Linked DNA regions of Capsicum annuum: region 1 is linked to region 2. A link is a contact called in public Hi-C data. All regions are on one chromosome and are shown on one strand. The core of a region is the stretch at or near the end of the contact, and the rest is flanking DNA. Distances in the headings are between cores, read along the strand shown.

Region 1 (4,721 bases), core at 2,048-4,547, 68 kb after region 2:
TGTCGTAAATACTTTGTTAAAATAGTCATTTCCTACTCATGTGGGGGATTTTTGGATTTTTAAGAGGTGTGAATGAAAAATAAATAGGTGTTTTTCTGAAAAGATGTTTTTTCGAAAAGACACCAAGAGAAAGGATGGAATTTGAATAGGTACATTTTTGGATTGAATGGTTATGACATTTCCAATGGTTTGTGACTTTTTCGAAGAGTTGCACCTTTATGAAGGGGTGCAATTTTCTAAACCATTGCTTCTCTTCATGAAGCAACACTTTGATGGCCATAAATATCTGAATTTTTCCTCAAGTAAAGATAATTTTGAGTAGAAAAACAACCTTCTTCTTCTAAAAACTCTCCTGTGATCATCAAATCGTTGAGTGTGTTCGAAGATTCAGAAAATTTGAGGTACCGCTATTTTCAGATCAAGAATCACTTTATCCTGTGAGGGATGATTCCATAACCCTGGGTACTTGAGGGAAATAAATTCCTTAAGGACATCGTATATTCGGTGGATTTGATTCTATAATTTTCTGTTTCATCTCCTTTCTTAAAGTTGATAAACACTTCATTTTGATAGTTCATTTGATTATTCATTTGGATTTGTATTTGAAGATGTTGTAACTTCATTGTAATTCTTGAAAGTTGTTCTTGAACTTAGTATTGAAGTTTGAATTGAAACACACAGATTTTTATATCCGGAATAACAGGTACATCATTTTTACATTCAAATTCAACAAAAATTTAAATTTTAAATTGAGATAAGTAGGTACAATATCGACTGGTGTTCTTAAAAATAAAATAAAAAATAAGTAAAATATCGGCTTATCAATTAGCGAATTAACTTGATCCAGACTTATTAGCATGCCTACTAGGCTGTTATTATCGGAGATAAGGCAAAACCCCATGGCCCAAAGTCAGTAAAGGATCCATATTCTGAAGATAGAATAAAAGGATAGAAGTACACATATGTCATATATTACTCTTTAGTAAGAGGGAAAGGGCAGGAGAAGCAGGCAACTCTCCGTCAACATACCTGCTTCTCCTGCCTAGTTCTTCTTCAGCTGCTTACTTCGTAATTTTATTATATCACCTCTAATTTATTATTATAGGTCATTTATGTATTAAAAAATTAATAATATTTAATAAAAAATTAAAATAAACATTTATGACGTGTTTGCTTTAGTTGCTTCAATCGTAGCTTCAATAAATATCGCTCTTAATTAATTATTATGTGTCATCTGAGTATTAAAAAATAATAATATTTGATAGAAAAGGTAAAAATAATATGAAATGATAAATTAACTATTGATATTTTAAAAGAACTTGACGACTTATATGAGGTCCACTTAAAAAAAAATTACAAATATTTTTTATAGTAATTTTGCTATATCACTTTTAATTAGTACTTGATTTTATTATATCACCCCTAATTAATTATTATATGTTACTCACATAATAAAAATTAATAATATTTAATAAAAAAAGGTAAAATAGGCATTTGTGACATTTCTGCTTCAACTGCTTCAATTATCTCCGTCAATATGTCTGCTTCTCCTACTTATTTTATAAACTGTTTCCTCTATGATTTTATTATGTCATCTCTAATTAATTATTATAAGTTATTTATGTATTAGAAAATTAATAATATATAATAAAAAGGTAAAATAGATATTAACGATATATCTGCTTCAGCTGCTTCACCCATAATTTGACTATATCACCCATAGTCAATTATTATAATTCATCTAAATACTAAAAAATTAACATTAAAAAATTATTATAAAGTCATCTAAGTATTAAAAAATTAATAACATTTAATATTAAATTTACCTGACGTTTTCTATGAGGCCCATTTAATTTTTTTCGCGCAAGTATTTTTGTATAGTAATTTTGTTATATCACTTCTATTTAGATATGTCTGCTTCACTATTTCAATCGTGATTTTACTATGTTACTCTTAATTAATTATTATGACCATTTACGTATTTTGTCAATTAATAATATTTGATAAAAAGGTAAAATAGATATAAAATGATAAATTAACTTGATATTTTAAATTAACTTGACGTCTTATACAAGGTCCACTTCAAAAAAATTTCACAAGTATTTTTTATAGTAATTTTGTTACATTACTTCTAATTAGTTGTTGTGAGTCATTAATACATGTCTGTTTCACTGTTTCAATCATAATTTTACTATATCACCCATAATTAATTATTATGGTCATCTAAGCATGATGACACTTAAATTGAAATTGAAGAAAAAAATATTAGGCATCACAATAATTTAAAATTTAAATTATTTAAAAAATATATAATTGACTATCAATGGCACAAAAGTTTGAACAACGAGAGCGATATATATTATTTGAATACATAAAACATATTATACATTACAATGGTTAATAACTTAAAATATCTAAAAAAAAATAATATATTATATATTTTTAAAAATATTAAAAATCACAATAATTAAAATAAGTTTTTAAAAGTCTACTTCAACATGCCTACTTCTCCTGACTGCTCCATAATTTTATTATGTCATCTCTAATTAATTGTTAAAAAATTATTACAAAGTCATTTAAGTATTAAAACATTTATAATAATTAATATTAAGTTTACTTGACGTTTTATATGAAACCCATTTAATTTTTTTTGCAAGTATTTGCGTATAGTAATTTTGTTATATCACTTCTAATTAGACATGTCTGCTTCGCTGTTTCAACCGTGATTTTACTATGTCACTCCTAATTAATTATTATGATCATTTAAGCATTGTGTCAATTAATAATATTTGATAAAGAAAGGTAAAATAGATATAAAATGTTAAGTTAATCAAAAAAAATTCACAAGTATGTTTTATTGTAATTTTGTTATATCACTTCTAATTAGTTGCCGTGAGTCATTAAGACACGTAACTTTACTATATCACTCATAATTAATTATTATGCTTATCTAAGCATTATGACACTTAAATTGGAATAGAAGGAAAAATATTATACATCACAATAATTTAAAAACTTAAATTATTTAAAAAATGTAATTGACTATCAGTGCCATAAAAGTTTGAACAATAAGAAAGATATATATTATTTAAAAATTACATAAGAAGTATTATAAATTACAATAACTAATAATTTGAAATATCTAAAAAAATAAATTATTATATATTTTTCTAAAAATACTATAAATTAAATAATTAAAATAATTTCTTAAAAAATATTTATTGTGCTCGTGCCTTGCACAGCCTGTCAGTAACTAGTATATTTAATAAGACGATACAAACTATAGAGGAACATTAGCTGGCACACGTAATAGTATTTTCAATTAAAACGTTTCTATTGGACATAGTTCTTTACAAGTAGCATACAGTTTTCCTATTGCTGATGTTATTACCTTTAACTTTTCGCATATAAACGGTAGTTTTACTTCACTTGTAAATGGGAAATTTTTTGGACAATACTAAAGCAATACCCTGACTTCTTGTACTTCAAGCTTTTCATTATTTTCATATTTTTTACTATGTCTTTGTTATCAAACAGCTTATGCTAAATTGTCGTCGGATATGAGATATTTCGCATCTCAGCATCCCCTAGCTAAAAGCCTAAAACAGTGAGTAACCAAATTCTATCAATTTATTTGATTTGCTTTGCTTCATAACTGACTCTTATTAAGCTTATTTAATGATAAATTTAACTTCTAATGCCCTAATCAACGAATCAAATTGATAGCATGCCATTGATTTCATAACAGATTCAATTGTAATACTCCCTCCATTCCACAAAAATTGAATTGTTGAAATATTTTTTAGTGTTCAAAATAATTGAATTGTTCACTATTCAAGATAGATATTTAAAATTTTTTTTTTAATAGTACCCTTCTTTAATTGACTTTCTAAGGTTGAGTTCCAAGGACTTGATTTTCTTGTAAATTTCTTAGTACATTAATGTGATTTAACTTTCCAAGGTTTGGTTTAGTTTTATTGATGTTTCTCTATGCTAAATACTAGTAGTAGTCTAGTAGATTCAAGTATATACCATGCACGCCAGCTGACTTGTTTTTCATAAATAGAAAAACAGATAATAATGACCCAAACAAAAACTTGTCACAATCACAATTAGGGTATTGTAACCTTCATTTCATTGCTATACATCTCACCTACCCAGCTAAAAAAGGAAAATCAAGGCAAGAAAAGAAGAAAATAAGTCATAAGGAGCAATTATTTATCATAATTTAGATTTAAATTTTTCGTCGGTTCTTGCAACTTCACTTCATCATTATTTTCATTGAGATTCAAATTCAGGTCGGAAATTGAATATTCATCGACATTATGATCTACTTCAATATTGAGGTGAAAAAACTCATTTTTATTATATTCAAATGGAATATTTAGATCAAATTGTATTATAGTCATGTTAAATTAACTAAGAATCGTATTGAAGTAAACTTTTTTATAGAATAAATTTAGAGGGAAATTAAAATTTTAAATGTGGCTCCTTCTAAACTTTTAAGTTTTTTTATCTCCAAAAATTTGTTGCCAATTTTAAGATTTTTAAGATTGTTAGGATAAAAAATTTTACCTCCAAAAATGTTTAGTAATTCTAAGAGTCTTTTTTTTTTTTTTATACTAGAAATAAATGAATGAATTAAATGAGTATTCAGAGTTAGCATGATTATTACTAAAGTGTTGGAGTTTGAAAAGGGTAAAAAAACAAAAAGTCTAATT
Region 2 (4,389 bases), core at 1,382-3,881:
GGAAACCAACAAGTAGCCAACATCAATTAAATATTGCAGACAGTATGACTTCTCAAACAACCAAACGCAAAACTAGAATCTAGTTGGTATAAATATGACTTGTCATTCCTTGGTCAAAAGGAATGAACATGGCACTCAATTGAATTTATAAATAGTACAAAGTTTCTGTACATAAAGTAGGAAAGGGAATATAAGTACACAAATCAACAAATTACAATTCACAATGCAAAAGCTCTGTACACAAACTTTTTCGATAGTGTGAAGCATATGCATAGCTCAACTAGTTACCAATACCAATTGGACAGTATTTCAATAACCTGTTTGGATGAGATTATAATTTACGGCTTATAATCCATAAGTCATTTCAAACTTATGACTTTTGGCTTAAAAACAAGGGCTTAAAAGCACTATTTATTTTACCAAACACTACTACAAAAGTGCATAAAAGTTATTTGAACTTAAGAGCAACGCAATCCAAACAGGATCTAATAGTAGTGAAAGAGACTTTTGCCAGAAGCATAAAATTTGGATAGAAGCTCCAAATTTAGAACTTCTATCACATGTCGTATTTCCTTATAAATCCGGCCTCAAATTTGGAAATAAGCACTATTTTCATTACAAGCCACTTAGAATTTGCTGCCAAGCTCTAGAGACAATCTGACTAACCTCTCTGCCGGGGTGAAAGGGAACATCAGGTCCTCCAGTCACCTCAACAGCAACAACACCAGCCAACTGCACCAAAAATAACATAAAAGTCAGTTCTGCACTTGTTTAAACAAACTAAAAAAGTCGCAAAAGTACAGAACATAACAATCAATTCAAGAGTACATACTTGATAGAAATCAGCATAGGAGAGGATGGGAAACTGCTCCCTAATGGGCTCCAAGAGCCTGAGAGCAATGTCAATACCATTGTTTGCTCCGTGAGACTGCTCAGTTTTGAACCTCATGGTACCAAAAGGACCTCCAGTTTTGGAGCACACATCATAGGTACCAGCAGAGTGCCATCTGAGACAACAGAAAAATTATCTTGAAGGTCATGGAACAACTTTCCTTTGTTTCTTTTCTCAAAAAAAGTTACTGCTACCATCTCAATTCGCATGACAAATCCTATTTCAATTACTCATAAATACGTCGATACCATCCTTTTATACATAACTCTCAAATATTACAACCCTACGCCCCCTTTGAGTGTAATATATGGAGTGGAGGACAAACAAAACAAAATAAGAGAGGAAACTTTATTAATTAAATAAATTCATTATGCCATTTGATCTAACGTATTGTATTCTCTGTTGTCAAACTAGTATTTCAACCATTATCTATAATATAGCTCCACTATCAGTAAAATAAAAAATGCTGAATTAACATATTAAAAACTGTTCCAAAAGGAGGAGAAATTACTTCTATATCGTAAATTAAGAAATTTGATAGCATTTTGTTGGTCTGTTCTAGAAACTGCAAAAATGAAAAGGACAAAAGAAGAGAACATACGCAAGACGGAGCATAAGAGGAGCACAATTCTTCTCAGCAATGAGTCCTCTGAGTTTCCTTTTACATTTGTCAACAGCCTTGAGGTACTCCTCGCTCACAGTGGGATAGCACTTGCCCATAGTAATTGCTCTACACAAACACTTAAGCACAATAAGATCCCAAATTCCACAATCAAGAAATAATGGATCACATACTCTCAACAGTTGCACCTTGTTACTAAAATTAGATGTAGACGGATTGTGTATTGCTTTGCAGAGAGAAGCTAAAAGATAGTAGATCCATCACTTCTTGAAAAGAAGTGGCTTGAAGAAGTGATATCCTATGGATATTCATCACTTAAAGCCATATGTGAGTATTACTGCCACTTTATTTCAAAAAGTGATGGATAGTCTATCTTTCAACTTCTCTCAGCAAAGCAATAAACAATCCATCTCCAACTAACTATATTAACAAGGTCAAAAAGAAGTACTAGAACCTCTCTAGTCGGGCTAAAATCATAGTTAAAACATCTATACCTTCACCGGAAAACGACATATACCCATATTTTCTAAAAATAATTATCATTAGTGCTACATGTAACTTTTAGTCTTTAAGATCACGGATCCTCCTATTATACGAGCAGATAATCCAACAAAACAGGTGTTTCAGAGAATTAATACTCTCATATTTACACTAGAATCACTTAGCCGGGGGTCTTTTGGAAATAGTCTCTCTAACTCCAAGAGACAGGGGCGGAGTCAAAGTATATGTTACAGGTTAGACTGAACCCAGTAGTATTGGTCTAGATCATATATTTCTCTAAGAAATTTATTGAATATGTTCAAATTATTATTTAGAACCCAGCAACTTTAAAAAACTAGTATATCAAACACATAAGAACTAGTATATCAAACACAAGCTTCAAATCCCGGCTCCAAGAAAGGAAGTGATAAGCTCTGTGTACACTCAGCACTCCAAAGTGGTGGTGCTGTATATAAACACTAAAAAACGCAGTGAAAGACACCTGTACACTCTTTTCACAGCATCAAGAACTTGAAAACTTTAATCAATTACAAAAAAGTGGATGAAATACATATCAAAAGAAATACGAATGGCATTAGATATTGGAAGATGGAAGAGAAAAAAACCTGAAGAAGAAGATATCGAGGAGTTAAGCAAAACGTTAAACCGTAAGACGCACGAGCAGAGCACAAGCACTGGAATGGAATGGGCAATGCACAAAGCCAAATTGGCAACATATAAGTGGAGTTGAAGAAAGAGAAGGTTCTAGTAGGTGAATGTCGGCCGTTAGATTAGGATGATCGTGTGGGTAGGATTGAAATATGAATTATTGACGGCTGAGATTGGTTTCATTAGTGAAATGTAATCCAATGTGATTTTTCTTTTTTTTTTTCCGATCTGTGGATTCGTCGTATGGTAGGTGAGAGTGGATTGAATACTGAAGGATCTTTGGATTTTTCTGAATCGTGGACTCCATCACCAAGGGCGGACTTTTGATTGTTTGGTTTAATGACTAAAAAGCCCTTTGTCCTGAACGAATTTCACTGTTATGTTTCCAAGAAAGAATTAGATACTCATTTCGTTCACTTTTTCCTTTTACTCCTGCTTTTATAAATATAAGTGTTCCTTTTATCTTTTAATTTTATTTCTAAAATAATACTTTCTCTTTTCAAAATAAGTTGATCATGTTCTTTCAAATTTAATTTTATTCAGATAAAATATAATAATAAATATCAATTTAAAAAAGTAAATTTAATTAAAGATAAGTTGGTAAAATAATTTTTATTTTTTAAGAATTAGTGATCTATGTATATAATCTATAATATATTAAAAGTATGAATGACCTGAGAAATGTTTGAATTTTTTTGCCCCTCATTAAAAGTCTTTATTTTAGACAAAATCATCTTTTCATTATATTTTTAATATTTAAATATTAAAAATTAATTAAATATATTTATGGTAAAACCTTTTCTTATTAGAAGTCATCAGAATTAATGACAACTAATATTATTTCTATTAGTTTAAGAATTCTAAATCTATTAAATTTGATTTTAAGAAGATTTGAAAAATCTAGAAATAAATATAAAAGCGTTAGAATAACAAAAATTTAAGAAGTACCAAATTTTTAAAAGTTTAAAGTACGTACTAAGAATATAATTAATGATTTTATAAGGATTTGACTTTAAAAACAAGAAAAGATTTAGAAAAAAAACTTTTCCACATATACGGTTCAAATTGATGCGTCTCCCTTAGCCACCGGTGGTGAGGGAAAGAGGTGTCACATAACAAACGCAAAAGTGATCATGTAAAATATATATGTGCTTACACCAAAATATATGTTTATATTTATATTATTATATTAAAGTATGAAGAATCTTTGAATAGTGATTTAAACTTTTATACTTCACTAAAAATCTACGCAATAGATAAAATCATATATGTTTAAATAATCAACGTTACACGTCCGAGGAACATGAGGTTAAACTAGTTTATTAAAGGGAGTATCCAACCCAAAACAAGCACTTATTTAGAAATGAAGAGAGTATAGTATTAATATTACTTTTTTCGTCATTTTACTTGACCATTATCGACTTTACACACACCTTAAAATAATTAATAATAGGTGTAATTTACTATATCACTATTTGAATAGAATAAATTCTTTGTTTTGAGAAATCCTTTGAGTAATGAATACTTCCTTTGTTTAAAAAAATAATCTATTTTGTTTTATCACAGAGTTTAAAAAAATAAAAAAGACTTTTGAATCTTGCGTTTAAATTAAAGTTATGTCAAATGTATCAAAATTCTTTTAATCTTGTAATATTAAACATGCTGGGTGGAAAGTTGAAATTATAGTGTAGCCCAAATAGGAAAGGTCATTCTTTTTTAAATAGAT

Evidence for each region. Hi-C and Micro-C count contacts between places; a contact is called where the count stands out from the background.
Region 1: a Hi-C map of placenta shows a contact between it and region 2, with 4 times the contacts expected there. The contact joins the enhancer-like site here to the promoter of LOC107873435 in region 2. A contact is called at or near these places in 2 of 5 Hi-C or Micro-C datasets (leaf and placenta).

What each region holds. Positions count from the first base shown.
Region 1 is chr6:41,367,029-41,371,749 of UCD10Xv1.1, forward strand. No RefSeq gene overlaps it. Among protein-coding and RNA genes, the nearest start is that of LOC124899246, 39 kb to the right of the region's middle. Within about 2 kb of position 3,298, at least 2 of the 5 cell types and tissues checked have an H3K27ac peak or open chromatin away from gene starts, as enhancers often do.
Region 2 is chr6:41,299,773-41,304,161 of UCD10Xv1.1, forward strand. It overlaps LOC107873435 (L-ascorbate peroxidase 1, cytosolic-like), which reads right to left and starts at 2,632. Exons shown (of 10, transcript NM_001325038.1): 1 at 2,621-2,632; 2 at 1,494-1,622; 3 at 833-1,007; 4 at 667-732. The coding sequence starts at 1,612.